Regions from separate parts of the Gossypium hirsutum genome. Here region 1 is linked to region 2. A link is a contact called in public Hi-C data. All regions are on one chromosome and are shown on one strand. The core of a region is the stretch at or near the end of the contact, and the rest is flanking DNA. Distances in the headings are between cores, read along the strand shown. Region 1 holds the start of LOC107895295 (ADP-ribosylation factor GTPase-activating protein AGD5). Region 2 holds the start of LOC107895299 (universal stress protein PHOS32).

The links. Hi-C and Micro-C count contacts between places; a contact is called where the count stands out from the background.
Region 1: a contact with region 2 is called in a Hi-C map of leaf, with 1.6 times the contacts expected there. The contact joins the promoter of LOC107895295 here to the promoter of LOC107895299 in region 2. A contact is called at or near these places in 4 of 34 Hi-C or Micro-C datasets (hypocotyl, leaf and petal).

Annotation. Positions count from the first base shown.
Region 1 is chrA13:96,091,875-96,096,855 of Gossypium_hirsutum_v2.1, forward strand. It overlaps LOC107895295 (ADP-ribosylation factor GTPase-activating protein AGD5), which reads right to left and starts at 1,986. Exons shown (of 11, transcript XM_016820598.2): 1 at 1,630-1,986; 2 at 832-890; 3 at 568-658; 4 at 156-210; 5 at 1-59. The coding sequence starts at 1,680. LOC107895293 reads left to right here and starts at 3,364. Exons shown (of 4, transcript XM_016820593.2): 1 at 3,364-3,570; 2 at 4,033-4,272; 3 at 4,403-4,471. The coding sequence starts at 3,496. The coding sequence ends at 4,459.
Region 2 is chrA13:95,921,574-95,926,307 of Gossypium_hirsutum_v2.1, forward strand. It overlaps LOC107895299 (universal stress protein PHOS32), which reads right to left and starts at 2,154. Exons shown (of 3, transcript XM_016820608.2): 1 at 1,165-2,154. The coding sequence starts at 1,828.

The sequences.
Region 1 (4,981 bases), core at 736-3,235, 170 kb after region 2:
ATCATAATGAGGGGGCAGCTCAGCTTCCCAGTAACTGTTTGCCTTCTCATTTCCCATCGCTGTATAATAAGACAAGCCATAGTCATATGAGTATGCTCTACTCCATCAATATCAATCAGAATCATACAGTTTCATGACCTAACAAGAAAGCTTACATTGAATAAAAGCAACCTGCTCAGGGAGCCATGTGTCCAGGGTAGCAGATCGAACCTGCAGCAGGAGACAATAAGATGCAAACATGCTCTGGGGAAACATAAAGCTTAGTCTGTTCACTGATTCTACAGAAACAGCCAGTCAGTTCAAAAAGTTAATTCCTAACCTCTCTAATCCTTTATAGTCTAAGATATTATCATAAAAATTATGCCAAGAATATATGTCAAGTGCATTTCTGAGGTACCAAGTTTTGTTTCTAAGAATGTAATTACACCAATCCAATCACTGGTGACAAACCAAAATGTACATGTGAATTAAGTATAGAAACTGAGACAGTGTCAGCAATTCAATGAGCTTTTCTGAGTCAGGAAGAACTGAAGTATGCATTCCAGACTCCAGAGATAAGAAAATCACCTTTGATATGTGCACCCCGAGACTTCTGTGGATCCCAGAACATTGCATGCATATAAAGACACCTAAATTCACACTAGCCCATCTCGGACCTCTGCAGAGAAATAAGAGACAATTATTAGAACCTGTGATAAAAATGAATGGTATCACGGCCGACTGATGCCCAATACAAAGTATCCCTTTTGTTAAGACAGTGTCTATTTTGGGTACTCCCTTATTTGATATTATGATATCCCAATAATCTTTCTTGATTTTCTTGTTACATACTTGGATTTGCAGTCAGCACATTCCTTATTCTCCGGAATTTTTAGAAGACCTTCCAAAATCTACATATGAGATCAAAAGATAAGAACTTTAATCCAGATAAGATAACAGGCTGACTGATCATCAAATATGCAATAACCAAAACCATCCATTAAATGAGTCTATCATACCATATAGGTTAACATATATGCAAAAGAATTGAAAGTACAGGACAATATGTATATATAATATATAATATATACATATACATACACGTACACATATGCATATACATGCAAAGAATACGGAGGAATTTAGCGCCCTCCAAGATCTAATTTATAGGCCTCTTTGCCACATAGGAAGATTGCATAAAATTGTTCCCGATGTCCAAAGATCAACCTTTGGAAAGTTTTAAAAATACGAACAAATCAATCATATTCAGCAAATTTGACGAAGATATTAGAAAGGAAATGCATAATTAGGCAAAATTGATTTAAGAAAACCCAAGTTCAGATCTGCGAAAACAGCAAAGCATAATATATGATACTATTTAAAATGCAATTTTTTAGTGAAGAAATTCCATTGATCACAATGAATATGATCACCATTTCATTGATAAAAAACAATTTTTTAAATCAGCTCGTACTCGCCATTCGACATTCGATTCGATCAAATCCATTAAACAAATAAATTCAAATCAAATAACCAACAAATTCAGAAGAAATAAAAGAAAAATCAGGTAAAAAGCAACAACGGAAAATGATACAACAAACACAGATCGAACCAATACAAGAAGGTCAAAAATGGTAAAATTAGGATCACCTTTCGGTGTTTCTCATTGAGTTCCTTTGAAACGTGGGCCTTCTCGTTCATGTTTCAAGAAAATTAAAAGGAAAAAGAAAATCTATGGCGCGCGCGCGTGCGTGAGAGAGAGAGAGAGAGAGAGAGAGAGAGAGGATGGCAATTACGAAGAGTCGAACATAAAGCAGAAAGGGTAATTTCGAAAGAAAGATAAGGTCAATTCGGTCTTTTTCCAGGCCTCTCTTTCTCTCTTTCTTTCCCTCTCTCTCCCCTTCCGGTTTTCTTCCTCCTCGGACTTTTTATGCGATTCAAAAGAAAATGAAAGCAGAATGATAATAAAAAAATTAAATGAAAAAAAAATGGTCTCCGCTCCTTTGACCTTTATTTTAATATTTTATAATATTATCTTATTTATTAATTTCCGGGGAATTTTCGGTTTCGAATTTTCGGGCCCCTATATTTTCTCTTTGGTTTTTCACGCGCGTGCGAGGAGTTGTTGCTTTGGTTGGCGCCGCGGAGTTTTACATTTACGGTTACCTCGTACGTGTGAATGCGTTGCCTGCCTTTCCGTTCTTTAATTTCGATTTTTGTTTTTAGTGAGTATTTTTATCTTAGAGATATTTTCGCATATTTAATACGCTTTTATTCAATAATTTTACTATTTTAAGCATCCTTCACGTCTAAAGATAGTTATCCTAGTTTTGTTTTTCTTAAATAAAATATTTGATATATTAATAATATTATTATTTTTAATTTCACTAATAATGTATTAAATAATTTTTCTAAATTTATTATCCATAATTTAAATTATTACTTGGATTAGCTAATTTAAAAAAATTTAAAAAAATTTTCTCAAATAGTATCGCACCCCGTGATATGATGAAAAAAAATTATCTATATAATTAGCATAGACCTTATGATATCTGAATTTATGGTCTAAATAATTTGTAGTTTTAAATATAAAAAAATTATATATTTAATTTAAAGAAAAACTTAGGATAAGCTATATCCTTTTTACAATACATAAACTAAGTAAAAGTTAATATATAATATATAAATTTTATAAAAAATTGATAAATTATCCAAAAATTTCATAACATAACTTATAAATAATATAATTTTTACCATAAATTTAGGAAACCTTTTTTTTTATAAATAAGATATGATAAAAAAATTATAATATTTTTTATGAATAAATATATTATTTTTATAATATATAACATGAACGAATATATAAGTTATATTCATATTTAGCCATAACTTTTTATAAATAAATTTATTATAATACTTTTATAACATGTCAAATATTTTAGGTCATAACTTTAAAAAGTTTTTAGGATTTAAATAATAATATTATTTTTGTTATAACTTTATAAAATATACAAATTATTTGTATTATGTAATTTTTTAGGATTTATAATATAAAATTTGTTTTGTCATAATCATCCAAAACATTAATACATGTTTATGTTTATAATATAATTTGTATAACTTGTATAGGAATAATTTTTTAAAATTAAATTTGAGTATAATTACCCATCCCTCTTTTTGAGAATTAAAAAGGGAGTTTTAATTATACTGAATTCGATAGAATCTATCAATTACAATGGTCACTCAAATATATTACGATTGTGTAATTACATCCCACCCAATTAATAAATGATTTTCCAAGCATTACCTTAATAAATTATTAAATTTTAAACAATTTTTAAGATATTTAATAAATATTATTTATTTATCTTTACCACAAAAATTAACACTTACAAAAAAAAATCGGGAATCTGATCGATTTGTTCCCTAAATTCTTTTTGAAAAGATTCCCTAAATTTAAATGATAATTTTTTTTAACCTTGTTATAATTCCACGAAACGCTGCGTTTAATTCAGTATGCGTACGTTATTTCACGGAATAACTCTCCCCACCTCCCCAACGTTGCCTCCTTTCCTTCGTGTGAGAACCTCTGTAAGTTCCCCTTTTTTGTTCCCCTTGTTTTGTAATTTCAACTATGTTTGTATTATAAAATGAAAAGTAATTAAATCCTGCATCCAATTTAGGTCTAATTATTAAGTATTTGGAGACACTTACGTAATAGGGTACTTTTAAAAAAAAATTTATTGGTTCCGTTTTTCCTCTTTTCTTTCGGAAATATTTTCAATTATCATCGTTATAAGAATGACACAGAAGAATATTGAGAAATCTAGTTCACATTAAGTAATTATTTTCCATAATTTTCTTGAATTTTGAAGCAAAATGGAATTTTTTTAGTTGCAAAGACTGCAGTCTAGGGATAGGGTTAGAAATTGTAGATTTTGGTATTGGGACCTTCTTCATTAATCAACTGGTTAAATCCAAGTTCAGAATTGGAAGTATTTGTTATAACCCGAATTTGATTTTTTATACTTGTTGGTGGGTTGGTTTGTTTAGTTCTTGTTCATCATGGAAAGTTTCGAACAAGTAAAGGGAAATGGTGGTGTTATTGATCAAACTATGGAGGACGCAGGGGCCACTAATCCCAGAGTTCTGTGGAAGCAAATGGGGTACGAAGAGAAGACCGTGGCTGTTCACGAAGAAATGAAAAGGATGAACCGACTTCCTGCGACTAGTTCTTATGTTACTCACCGCATGCGTGTTCTTAATAAAATTCTTCAACTCTTGTCTATTCAGGTAATCAAATATGTTGGCTTGATTGGTTTTGTGCCGATGCTTGAAAATTATAAAGTTGAGTTTGGAAGTTGCTTGATAGTTTTGTGAAAGAGAGGGATTTGATGATTTATTGCCTTTTTGTTTATACCAGAGAACTGCTTCACAAGAAGAAGAGTTGGAGTTGCTCTTTGCTGGGTTGTCCTTATGAACTGGCACAATGGTAAGCTTTTGAACTCGATATCTACTTCGTCCATAAAGATGGTTTTTGTATTTTCTGTTCTTAAATGATTAGTGTTAGCTTATGTGGAATTGGAGGTGGGACTCGAATAAGCCACTGATTAATCTGCATATGGTAATGCTCATTAAGTGGTAGCTTACGACTAGTTATGATGCATTATAAGATGTAATGACCATTACCCAATGTGGACTGATCAGTAGCTTTTAAAAAGATACGATGCATGATAAGATGTAATGCTAATTACATCTTGTACTGCATCATAACTTGTAAGTTACCAATTAATCTGCATAGGGTAATGCTCATTATTTCTTACAATGATCATAACTTGTTTGGAAGTTACTGCTTAATCCACATAGGATAATGCTCATTACATCTTATAATGCACCATAACTTTTCTAAGCTACCATTAATCCCGCCTGCCACTAGATTAATGAGTTATAGCTAACTAATGCCAGTTGTTGTTATATGCATTTTGTTGCTGGAGTAATTGTC
Region 2 (4,734 bases), core at 904-3,403:
CAGTTTTGCAGTCACTCATAACCATATATCATATATTCATGCTTGGATGTCCACAGACTAAACAGGTTAACAAATAATTGTAATCACTATCTGCATGTCTTTCTTATACACCAAGTCATAGTACCAACATCAAGCACACCACACTACTAGATATCGTCCTCCTTAATCAAATCATCATTTCCAATCACTGATTCATATTTCAGTCAGCTCCAAATTTAACAACATAACATCCATAACGAAACTCAAAGCAAGGAAAACTATTCCTATCAATTCTTTATGCACATTTGCTTACTTGATATGAACATTCATGGACGACTCACTTGTTATTATACCAAGTTAGCAATAACATGCACAACCTGTTTATACACCAAGAACACCACACACCACATGCCTTCCTTATTAACTCATTAGCTCTGTTGTCAATCACCCATCTTGCATCTCCTTCTCAATTAAGTTGTAACCAGCAACATAATTCAAGAGGGCAGAACTAATCTTATCCGCCTGTCTAATAGTAAGAATTAGACTAAACAATATAAAAGCTACACAAATAACACGAAACTAAGCATTTCCCACACTACCTGGGAAGTGTAAAATAAATATCCTGTTATATTACCATGCAGCATTTTATCCGCTAATGTGATGAAAAACTACTGAAACCTTCCAAATTAAGTAACAATAAACTTGCCAAGAAACCAAATTTTGATTTTAAAAAATACAACTTTTCCCAATATGTGGTTATCTACTGGGATGATAATATGCTAAAATTTAACAAGAAAACCTAATTCATACCAAGAAAAACCAACCTACGCTAACTTAAATATTGTATCCACCATAACACCAACAATTTAAGCCCTTTCCAGCTAAATGTCATCAGCCATATAAATCACATTACGCTGCTGTGCACCTAATCATCATCTAAAACATTTTAAACACATTAATCAAGAAAGTAAACACTAAGACCATCCTCATTAAACATCTAAACACTGCCAAGTAACCAAATTTCAGTCATTAAAAACCAAAATCAAATTAAACCAGTATGCAGGATCAGCTATATAGATCATATGATGCAACTTTGCTAAATGAACTGCTTAATTCACACAAATTAATCATTGCAAACAAGTACAGATATCCTGAATCAAATTGAAACAACAAAAAAGAAATAACCTTTGCCATCTTTTTCCACCACCTCGGTCTCCTTAACATTGACGACAGGGGCGGCATCCCCGCCGTCTTTATCTTCAGGGTACCTAACAACAATGACAGGACAAACACAATGATGCACGCAATAATCACTAACACTTCCCAACCTCCCATCACTCCCTCTTTTCTCAGCTCCAAACCCCCTACTCCCCATTATAACAGCACTCAACCCCAACCTCTCCACCTCAAGACACAATCTTTCCCTCATATCATGATCTTTGACTATATGAATCTTGAAGTGAATCCCAGCTTCCTTCAAGGGTTTGGCCAAATCCGCCGCCTTTGAAGCCGTGAAGGCATCGAAATCGTCTTCCAGTTGCTTCTGGGACTGTGGAGTTTCCGGGTTTTGCGGGGTTTGAGGGAGTGGACCCCAGTCAGCTCCAAAGAGTACTGAAGTGGGGGACACGTGGAGAAGGATGACGGCGTCACCGGGCCTGAGGTAGTTCTGGACAGCCCAACGAACGGCAAAAGCAGACTCATCGGAGAGGTCGACGGCTACCCCGATCTTACGTCGGGCACCGGATGTTGGGGTGGGGGTAGCAGCAGAGGTAGGGTGGTGAGGGGATGATGGGTGGTGGATCTTGATAGTTGGAAGCTGAGGGTGGTCAGTGTTATCAGCGGGATTCATTTTCTTTCCGCAAAAACAAGAAAAGGAGAGAGCTTTTGAGGTAAAGGGAGTGTGGTTTGAAACGTTAGTTTAGGAGAGGGAAAGAAAGGGAGAAAGGGGGAAAGGGGAGAAGAACTTGAGTTTGAAGACTGGGATGTGGAGAGCAGACAAAGTCGACAAAAACAAATGTGGAAAGGAAAAGATTTCTCGTGGGAAAGGAATTTGGAACCATTTTATTTTCTTCTTTTTTGTATTGCAGCTTTGGGTTTGGGTTTTTCTTGGAGGTGTTCCAGTGGACTTTGAGTTCTTGAATAGCCCAACCTCTCTTTGTTGTTTCTCTGCCCGCGCACCATCAAATCCTGCCCTCCACGCTCTTTTATCCACATTTTGTTTTCTATTTTTTAATTTTCGATGTATCACATTTTTACCGTTACTATCATTTTTAATGTTTAGAAAATTATTAATACTAATTTTAAATAAATATTTTTAATTATAGTTGATAATGATATTTTTTAGTTTTTAACTTATATATAAATTTAAAATTACATAAGAAAGTAACTATAATGTTAATTTGATAAAGGAAATAATTAGATAAAGTAACATACAACAATTATAATAATACTCCATGATAAAGATATTCACAATTACAAAAAAAAAAAGAAAAGAAACAATGGAAATAAGTTCTTTTGTCTGCTAGGATTTTTTAGCAAGCCTTTTCTTTATTTCATTTGCTGAGTTTCAAGGCAGCATAATCTAAGGTTTGGCTATTTTGGACAAAGTGCGAGTTCTAATAAGGATTTGATAGTCAATAGAGGTAGAAATCGCAAATCTAAACCTGGAGGATGAGGAGGAGGAACCAGTTCCATGTGAAAAAGATTTGAGTATGGAAGATGATAAACATCGATTTTGTTTAGTAGGAAAAGCACTAACTAATTGTGTAGTTCACTTTCCTTCTCACAAAAGAACTTTGGTTGATCTATGGCATTCATTAGGGGGAGTAATAATCTTAGATTTAGGGGAAAGCGATATCTATTTTGATTTTTCTACGAGGTGGATATAAAGAGGGTGATGGATGGCATGCCATGGTCATTCAACAGGCATCCTATAGTTTTTCATCAATTAGTTAACGAGGAAGATCTAAAGCAAATTCCTTTAAATTATACTTATTTTTTTTATTCAAGTCCATAATTTGTTGTTCGGGGTAATATCGAAGGGGTTAGCAAGGAAACTAGGGGATTTTATAGGGTAATTCACACAATATGAAGTTGTGTTGATCTCAAAGGGGAATGAAGGTACATGCAATTTAGGGTGAAAATTGACGTAAGACTAGCTTTGACAAGAAAGTAAAAATTGGCTTTGGGACAAAGATGAGATGGATATGCCTAATTTCAATATGAGATGCTTAGTTTGTTCTGCTTTCTATGTGGAAAATTAGGTCATGGGGAAGGTTTATGTCCGGTTAGAAAGACAATTGGGATCTAAGAAGTTAAATTTGAATGAGACTCATCACTAAGAGCACCATCAAGGAATGAGATTTCTGCCGATAGTAAATGGCTAAGAGAAGATGTGTTGAGCGGTTTCCAAAGGGGTAATAACTCTATTAGTCTTGAGATAGACTTTCGAAACAAAGTAGGAGTAGAATGAGACGAATTTGTACAAAAAGAGTGGTCAATGGGCCAAAAAGAAACCATACAATAGAACAAACCAATTGAGTTTTGTGAAGGAATGAAAAGATAAAGAATAAGGAATGAACTTTCAGATAGGAATGATAGTCTGGGTGCACTGATTCAACTTATTGAGAGATCAGTGGCCGCTGGTAAGCGTGTTGACCGGATGAAATGAAAATATAAGTTGAAACGTTCGTGGATTAGGTATCCACGGGTGATTAATCGCCTTCGAAACAAGGTGAGGCATGTACAACCCCAAATTTTATTTTTGATAAAAACAAAATTGAATGAAAAAAGAAAGGAAAAAGTTTGTGAGAAATATGGTTTACTAACGGAATAGATGTGAAAGCGCATAGATAATAAAGGGGGATTCTCAATTGGATGGAAAGGAGAGTATACGATACAGTTGAGAAGTTTCTTAGCAAACCATGTTGATATGGAAGTCATGGAAAAAAAGAAATGTCATTTTAGAGACTTACAGGGCTTTATGGTGCACCAAAGAAACACAAAAGGACTTGGACCCTTTTAAGGTGATTATATTTTCCTTCGAAAAAATGGTGGTCGTTTAAGGAGTGATAGAAACATGGCTCGATTCCAAGAAGTATTGAAGGACTTAGATCTTAATGATGTAGGCTTATGGGGAAAATGGTATTCATAGGAAAAAAGGGAGGTTGCCAGAAAATAATGTTTGTGAAAGAATCAACAGAGGAGTAGTGAATCAAGCATGGTGGGAGATTTTTTGATGGTATTCTTTAAAACACTTAACGCATGTTATATAAGATGATTGTTCGGTCTTGGTAGATTTGGGGATTGATACCAACATATACAAGACTCGGAGGGAATAGGGATTTAGATTCAATTCTAATTGGGTTTTAAAAAATGAATGTGAACAACAAATCAAAGATTTTTGGGAGGGGAACTCAGAAGACATGCTTATAAAGTTATGAGTGCTAGGTGAAGTGTTTAATAAGGTGATGGGTAGACTTACGGCCAATAAAAGAAAGGAGTCAACTTTACTAAATAAGAGATTAGCCGAGTTGAACTTAGTTGACCCAGACGACAGAGATAGAAAAAGTCAAATTGGCATTAAATCTGGAAGCTAATAAAAAATAGCTATTTTGGGAGCAACGAGCAAGGGCAAATTGGCTCAATTTTGGGGATTGAAATATGTCTTTTTTTCCACAACTTTGCAAACCAAAGAAAAAAAAAGAAACAATGTGAAAAAACTAAAAGGGCCGAATGGAAAATGGATCGTTCACG